2 separate regions of the Rattus norvegicus genome follow, and region 1 is linked to region 2. Evidence: chromatin contacts called from public Hi-C data. All regions are on one chromosome and are shown on one strand. Each heading gives the region's core, a stretch centred on a gene start, on an enhancer-like site or on the middle of the called end of the contact. The rest is flanking DNA. Distances are from core to core; before and after follow the strand shown. Region 1 has its middle 14 kb from the start of Rfc3. Region 2 overlaps LOC134481142 (a long non-coding RNA gene).

What was found. Hi-C and Micro-C count contacts between places; a contact is called where the count stands out from the background.
Region 1: a Hi-C map of Schwann cells shows a contact between it and region 2, with 3 times the contacts expected there. The contact joins two enhancer-like sites. A contact is called at or near these places in 6 of 12 Hi-C or Micro-C datasets (the Rat2 cell line, Schwann cells, frontal cortex and 3 more) and 1 of 1 datasets of contacts at active chromatin or transcription factors (oligodendrocytes).

The regions. Positions count from the first base shown.
Region 1 is chr12:5,820,286-5,824,415 of GRCr8, reverse strand. No RefSeq gene overlaps it. Among named protein-coding and RNA genes, the nearest start is that of Rfc3, 14 kb to the left of the region's middle. Within about 2 kb of position 2,830, at least 12 of the 93 cell types and tissues checked have an H3K27ac peak or open chromatin away from gene starts, as enhancers often do. A contact at or near this core is called in Schwann cells, where this site is marked.
Region 2 is chr12:5,748,108-5,752,295 of GRCr8, reverse strand. It overlaps LOC134481142 (a long non-coding RNA gene), which reads right to left. Exons shown (of 2, transcript XR_010056434.1): 2 at 862-4,188. It also overlaps a transcript of Stard13 not described here. Among named protein-coding and RNA genes, the nearest start is that of Rfc3, 86 kb to the left of the region's middle. Within about 2 kb of position 2,520, at least 40 of the 93 cell types and tissues checked have an H3K27ac peak or open chromatin away from gene starts, as enhancers often do. A contact at or near this core is called in Schwann cells, where this site is marked.

The DNA of each region.
Region 1 (4,130 bases), core at 1,581-4,080, 72 kb before region 2:
CAGACATTCCTGCCTAGGCCTAAGAACTGCTACATAGGCACCATTAAATTAAAATCCAGCTGCTGTAGAATGTCCAACACAAAAGCCTGTGGGAAAACAAGAAGCCCAGATGCAGAAGATTCTCCTCCAGGCTGAGTCGTTTTTCTGTGCACAAGTGTTCCGTTTCTATAGATGCAGCCAACAGCAGATTGAAAGAGCTTGAAAAACAGAAGCTGTATGTCTGTCCTGAGCATGTCCCCTTGTCCTTATCCACTAAACAACTGCATCTACATTTTATCCTGTGGGACTAGAAGGTGATATGGAGAGGAGGAACTGCTGTACTAGCATGAAGACCTGAGTTCAGATCCCCAAGACCCATGTAAACACTGGGACTAATAATACGATCTGCAATCCCCTTGCTAGGAGAACAGACATAGAAGGATTCCAGATGCTCACTAGCTGACAGACTAGGATAGTAATGGCAAAGTCCAGATCCACCGAGAGACCCTGTCTTAAGACAAAAGGAAGACCTCCAGTGTTGACCTTTGACTTCTACAAGCACATGCATGGGCAATCACACCCACTCCTACACACACACACACACACACACACACACACACACACACATCTGCACATGAACACACATACACACACTCATATTCTACATATACACCTACTCATGCACACAACACACTCACTCCTACACACACACACACACACACATCTGCACATGAACACACACATATACACACTCATACTCTACACACACCTACCCATGCATACCACACAAACACATGCCCCTGCACACACACACATACACATACACACATACACACACATCTGCACATGAACACACACTCATACTCTACACACACACTTACTTGTGAACACTTCACAAATACACAAATCCTACACATATACAACACATAGCCTTACACACAGAGTGTACCCTGTACATACATACACAGACCCCCTACTCATGCATACAGTGCACATGTGCTTGCTCGCACACATGTAAGCAATCCGGAGGGGATTCAAAGTGTTCAGCAGTGTGTGTGTACGATCTCTGCAAACATAGTTTAAACAGGGCCTAGGACGTCTGAACAATTTCACAGCTGCAAGAGCGTGGAGGCAATCATTCAGGGGTGCAGAAGGAGGATCATATCCCCAACCCTCTAAGCAAACAGTTCTGTGTATTTGCAGCCAAACGCTTTCTAAATTTTTCAAAAACCGCCGAATTGGGATGTTTAGAGCCATCACCGCTGCAAACAACAAAACCTTTCTGAGAACAGTAAAAATCTCTTCAGCCTGCTCGAATCCCATGTGGATTCCACAGCAGTACTGGGCCCAAATAAACATAAAGATAGATGGACAATCAGACAGATAGATTGATGGATGATAGATAGGTAGACAGCATGACAGATGATAGAGGAAATTACATTATGTGGCAATGTGATTTGACTTCCAAATCAGAGTTTGTCTGTGTTAGCCGTGGAGAATTCAGTAACGATGTAATAATGTAATAATTTAATTCTGATCATTCATGCCCCCAAAGTCTCATCTCAGAGAAGCAGATAATTGAAGCGGCATTTGTTTACTCTAGTTTATATTATCGGGTTAATTAATTCTACTTCCCATTTCCGTTTGCTAATGTAATGTGACCTCAATGTTCCGTTCTGAGTAGATTGGTTAGGAGACTTGGTTTACACACGTGGCTCTTGCAAATGCAATCTGAGACATATACATGCATTGCAACCACCATCACTAGATGAAGACCTAATTAATTCATTCTGCAGAAAAGTAAAAATGAATGCTTCCAATTAATGGATGGCACACACCAAAGTTAGTATTTAGTTAAATATTCAAATAAGTCCATGTTTTAGTTTGCTTTCCGTTGAGGTGATTAGCCACACTGACCAAACACAACTTGGGAAAGAAAAGGTTTATTTCATCTTATGGCCTAGGGTCCATCACCCAGGGAAGCCAGGGCAGGAGTTTAAACAGGAACCTGGAGGCAGGAATTGAAACAGAGAACATTGCTCACTGATTTGGTCCCCATGGCTTGCCCAGCCTGTGATTTTTTTTTTTTTTTGCTTTTTTAAAGTTTTTTAAAAAATATTATATATGAAACACTACATTGTTTCTTCAGGTTTCAACCTGAAAAGACATCAACTAAATATGCCAGAGGAACCAGAACAAGAAAAACTTGTTTTTGCTTAATGAAGAGAAAGAACAGACAGAAAGAAGGAAAAACACAGATTGGTCCAATAATAATTCAGATTATGAATTACTGACCAAGGTTTAAACAAGATTTTGATTTGTAACTCAGACAACACCTTATATGAAAATGCATCATGGAAGAGACTCTCATTCATGTCATGGCCACATGTCCTAGGGTGGCAGTGCTCAGGAGGCTGGGCCTTCCTACCTCGATCAACAACCAAGAAAATGCCTCACAGACTGCCTGAAGACCAATATGATGAAGGCAATTCCTCAGGTGAGGTTCTCTCTTCCCGGGTGGGCCATCACAGCCAACATTAACACCACAGCCAGTGTCTGAGCTTAGCTGCTACCCCCAAATCTCTCCATTACATCTTTCAAACCACCTCTCTAAACTAGGCCCAGTCACACATATTTATTAATTATAAACTTCCATATTCTTTGCTACCCAGACATGCTGTCCAAAATCACCTCTAAGATGCTGTTTTGCATTCTTTGGTGTAATTATATCTGCATTTCCTGGTTCCTTGTGGGCATGTGTAAGAATTTCATAATTGTGTAAGAATGTGTCTGTCCTCTCCCTTTGGAGACTCCATTCTGAGGCTTTTCCTAGTGCTTGCTATTCTCAAGTTTTGATGAGTAACACTGCCCTATGTCTTCTGGAAGCTCTGAGCAGAATGGGAAGGAATGTCTATCACAGACATTCTTTTGTCCTTTGTAATTTTCTCTCCCAAGGAAAGTCAGAAACATTGTAACTATCTGAGACCTTAAAAATGTGCACAGAACAAGCACACAGCTTTTCCTGTTAAAATTCTTTTTAGATTTATTTTTACGTGTACAAGTGTTTTTGCCTGCTTGTATCTGCATGCCTGAGGATGTCGGAAGGGACACCAGGTCCCCTGAAACTGAAGTCACGGGTGGTTGTAAGCCTCCATTTGGGTGCTGGAAACTGATCCAGGCAAGACCAGCTAGTGTTCTTAACCCTTGAGTTATCTCTCCAGCCTCTAATATAGCTGTTCTTCATTGGACATCTTAACTTCTAGCTACAACAGTTTTGGACGTTGTGCTCCTCCTGATCTTATAAGCTTACAGTATGGCGGCATCCTTATTGTCTCTGTGACCAGACTGAAATTAGTATTTTGAACCAGCCTGGTTCGGAACTTGCTATGTAGACCAGAGTGGCCTTGAACTCACAGAAATCTACCTCTGCCTCCTGAGTGCCAGGAATAAAGGTATGTCCCACTGTGCCCAACTAGTGCTGTTATGGGAGGGAGCCCAGAGGACTCTCTCGCCCATTTTCTATTTATAGCAAGAAGATGGTATCCCTGAACCAGCAACTGGCATCTTGACCTTGGACTTCCAGGTTTTAAAACTGTTAGAAATGAAAGTTATGTGGGAAGTCACTTAACCCATGGCACTTTTGCTGTAGCAGTCCAAGTGGACACCCTCAAAAGCAATCTGGAAATTTCATACTCTGCTTAGAAATAAGGCATCCATTAGACGCTGGTTGTCTAACAGAATGTCTTCCAACTGGGACCCACCTCAAGGGTTGGGAAAGCAATCAATCAAAACCTGAATAAAAGACTATTAGAATTTTCATGTAATTATGTATAAGCACGTGTCCTACTTTGGAGTCTGTTGTTGTGATAAAGCGTTGGCCAAAGCAATTCATGAATAATAGCCCACCCAGACTTCCCATGCCAACCTTTAAAAACCTATACGCATGCTACCTCTCCTGACAAGAGAAATGGTGCAGGTGTGATTCAATGAAAGCTCTTGAGATTGGGAAATTATTGGGGGGAAATGGAATCCTGCAGTCATTTGTGAGCATGCGCGTGCGTGCGTGCGTGTACAACGGTATGTGTGCATATTTGCCCGTGTGCAGTTTTGTCGAAGATGTGAATTCAGTTAACCGCCGCTGCAGTCAGGTG
Region 2 (4,188 bases), core at 1,271-3,770:
AATGTGGGCAGCATCATACCATGAGTTTGGCCCTGAGCCTCATACAAAGAAAAAAAAAGCAGTTGTACATTTCAGTCTTCCTCTCTCTCTGATGATCCCCTTCCTTCCCTCCCTGTTTACTCCTCTCCCTCAGTCATCCTTCCTTCCTTCTCTTTCTTCGTTCTTCCCTTCTACTACCTTATAAAATAAAATCTAATCCTGGCGAGAAATGTATTTTTAATATCCTTGATGTGGCTTCCACTACAGAGTTAGCAAGTGTTAAATAATATAACACATCATCAATAACACGAATATGCAAATAGCGATGGCCCTGAACGAAAAACGATGGCTCAGTGGGACTCACGTTAAGATCATTCACTTAGCACTGACAGCATCAAGACTTGTTTAAGTGAAGTCAAAGACTTGAGGAGGATACAGATCTATATCACGTGTCTGTTGGTCTGAATAGCACTCAACTATAAGTAACTCATTCCCTCACAGAGCTGTTTGCAGACAAGGTTAAATACAGACCCCGCAGAAAGTCCTTTCTTTGTGAGCGCAGGGTGACACATAGATGTCAGGATGGCATCTCTGACACTGAATTTACAGTGCTCGGCCTCCCAGAAGCTAGAATGTGGTGTTGTCCTAAAGGTGTATTTATGTAAAAGGTTTCTCTTCCTCGGAGGATGCACTGTGAGGCTCTTCTGGGAAACGGGTGGGCGGTCCTCTCACTACCCAGCCTGGAGGCACAGCCTGGCTTCAACCTTGTTCTACACTATTCTGGGAATTGGTATTCAGTACAGTGACATTTTTCTGATAGCAAAATCTGTTTCTACCTTTAGTGTTGAGCGATAGAAAACACTCAAAGGGATTGCTGTTGAATTTTTTAAAAAATTATTTTTTATTCTTGGACAGTTTCATAGACATATATAATAAATTCTAGTCTTTTCACTCCCTGCTATCCTCACACCCCCTTTCCTCTTCCTGCCTGAACTCCTCAGCAACTACCCTCCAATTTCATGTCTTCTTTTTGGTGTGTGAGTCATTGAATTTACATGAGCAAGGCTGGAAGGGTATTTACTGGAGCCTAAGCACAGAAACATTACCCACAGCAACCATTAACTTTCAGTGGCCCCTCAGAGAGGGGTTCACTGTCAGTAGGTTCTCAGGAGCACTCCTCAATCTTTCATAGTGAGTTCATGACTACAGCAGCCAGGTCTTGTCCGGAAGACATCTTTTTAAAGGCAGACATCCCTAGCCTCTGGCTCTTAGGGTCTCCCTGACCTGTTCTTCCATAATGCTCCCTGGACCTTGAGAGAGGGGCAAGCACTTCGCCCTTCCCCCGGCTGGACACTTTGACCAGGTGTGAGTCTCTGCGTTCACTCCCTCCTGTGGCCATGAGCCACCCTGAGCATCAGTGAGAGTGTCACTGATCTATGCACATGAGCATGAGTGTTTAGGAGGCGATGGGAGCACGTCTACTTGGCAAAACAGCAACAGTGAATGGCTCCTGAGGTCTGTGACCTCCCCGGCACCAGCAATGTTACAGTTTGCTTTCTGTTCCTGTGATAGACACCACGACCAGAAACAAGTTGGGAAGAAAGGTTTTGCTTCGACTTGCAGGTGATAGTGTATCATCGAAGGAGGCAGGAACCTGGGGATGAAACTATGGAGGGGTCTCTTGCTGGCACTAAACTCACTCGTTAGTTCATTTACTGATTCAATGATGTACTGGGTCTTTAAAGTCCTATCCCACAGGCTTCCTATATCCCATTTTATTTTTTTCCTTCTCTATTTTCTTCCTAGGAAATGGGAATTTTCATAAAGAGATGGTATTTTCAACCCTCAACAAGCAATATAAACTTTTACACAAGACTCATTAAAAAATATCATGGGTGACCCCATAAAGAAGTCATCCGACATGCTCAAGCTCTTTAGCTCTCTCTCCACTCCGAAGCCTTCCTACTCCCTAACGAGCAGGGCGCTGAGTCAGTTAACTTTTTATTCCAAGCCTCGTGAGTTTTATAAAAAGATTACATTTGACTCTGGGCATGGATTCAAAGTCTTTTGGGATAAATGACCTTCTTGTCTGACTGTCAAACACGGCCGCCACTGGCACACTCCTCGGAACCTTCATTGGAATTTATGTACCCGACGAGGAAGTGCTGCCTTTCAAATTCAACGACATCCTCCAACCATGGTTGCCGTGCAAATATGGGCCCGCCCTCAGAATAGCTAAGTGTGTTTAAATTATGTGGGACAAAGAAAGGGAGGTTTGAAAGTCCAGCAGAGAGTCGGAGAATTGACTTCCATAAAACTTAGATGCAAAAAAAAAAAAAAGAAAAAAACCAAAAATACCCTTTTTGTTCAATTGCTGGAAAGGATTTTGTCTACCTTCTTGCTTCATTGGGATTTCTTTATGTTTTCCTGGTGAGCAGAAATGTCACCGTTCATGCTGCATTTGGCTCCTGTTGGGGGGAGGCAAGGGTTTCAGCTGAGTCTAGCACAGCGGAATGAGGAGCCTCGAGTGCACAGCCAGCAGCTGGCCCTGCCAAATCAAACAGGAACCAGGGAGAACAATGGCAGATTATGTGAGGGAAAGTGGATACCCTGAACGAACAGAGCAGGAAACCCACATCAGTTACACTGGGAACCAGCGACTCTCCCACTTCACAGTGCCATCCCTCCCGCTAGAGCTCTGGGGGACATTGTGGACTCACCCAGAGCTCACCCGCAAAAGGGCAGCGGGTGGAGCAGAAGCCAGTGTGCCTTTTCTTAGAGTCTCCTGCTTGTCTCCCGGACTCTACAAGTCTTATTTGATACCATGGTGTACTTTCAATGACAGCAGCCTAAGTGGCTCCCCTCCGTGGTTGCTGAGCCAATAAAGGGTCCCACTGGCTGGAGCTGTTACGTAACAGCCCAGGATAGACAAACCGACTGCCTTTGACCCTGCTTGTGTCTTGATCTGCAGTGGGTATAAAAGTAAGATGCAGAATAAAAAGTAAATCGGCAAAAAATAACAGCTGGATTTTATTAGCAGCCACCAAAACTATCACGGAACTACCCTATAGGGTAGGCTCTTGGTAGCTCTGCCTGAGGCCACCGGTCCCGGCGATATTCACCTTGAAGCCTGGTTGGGTACCCAGCACAGGTTCAGGGTGGGCAAACAGGTCCGAGAAATCAAAAAGGGCAGCAGAGAACTGGGTGTGACTGAATCATTTACCCTTTAGTTTTTATTTCTTGTGCATGGCTGTTTTGTCTAAATGTGTGTATGTGCACTATGTATGAACAACGCTCAAGGAGGCCTCTAGGGGTGTTGGATCCCTGGAACTAGAGTTAGACGTGGTTGTGAGCCATGGTATGGGTGCTGGTCATTGAACTCTGGTCCTCTGGAAGAGCAGTCCCATGAACTTTTTAAATTTTCAAGTATTTGTGAAATTTGGGATACATTTTGGTTTTAATTTTTAACACAGGTCAAAATATATTGCCATGTTTTGTATGTACTGGATTTGTTATGACTCAGTGTGTGGACTACTTTTAGCAGTGAACTGTTCATATTTGAGTACAGTGTAAACCCTCTGAGGGCTGAGCTCAACATACTGCTTTATTGACCCACTTTGTTATCACCTGGATGCACATTTATAAATCTTTTTGTCTTCTTGATCCATGTGAATTATGCACATTTCATTATGATTGCGTGCCTTCAGTTCCTCTGTCTAACTGTCCATTTCAGCTCTCCCTATTCGGAGGATTTATATAGGAACTTAGAATTCTTAAATTATCATTTGCTTTCAACTGCATTCTCTCACTGACTCTAATAACATCCTTTTCACTTAAAATAACTTATGGTTGATGGAATTTTTATGTCGCTTTGGTCTTGTTGTTTGAGGAGGAGGCTCCTGAGATAGCCTAGGCTGACCCTCCACTTTCAGTCACCCCGTTTATGCCTTCCCGGAACTGGGCTTCTTATATGCATGTACCAGGACACCCAGGAAGAGCCTGGGTGCTTTATCCTCAGTGTTGCTGTGCTCCTGAGTGAGACCTTTCACCTGCGGCTCTTTAGTTCTATAGCCCCCCTCCCCCCAGGACGGCCATTATTAATGCTGCCATCTGCTTCTGCTGGTCTTCAGATCAATTCACCCAAGGCTTCTCCTAACATTTTGCTGTTTTCAAGTTTTCTATATTTTGGGTTCATTTTTTTTGTTTGTT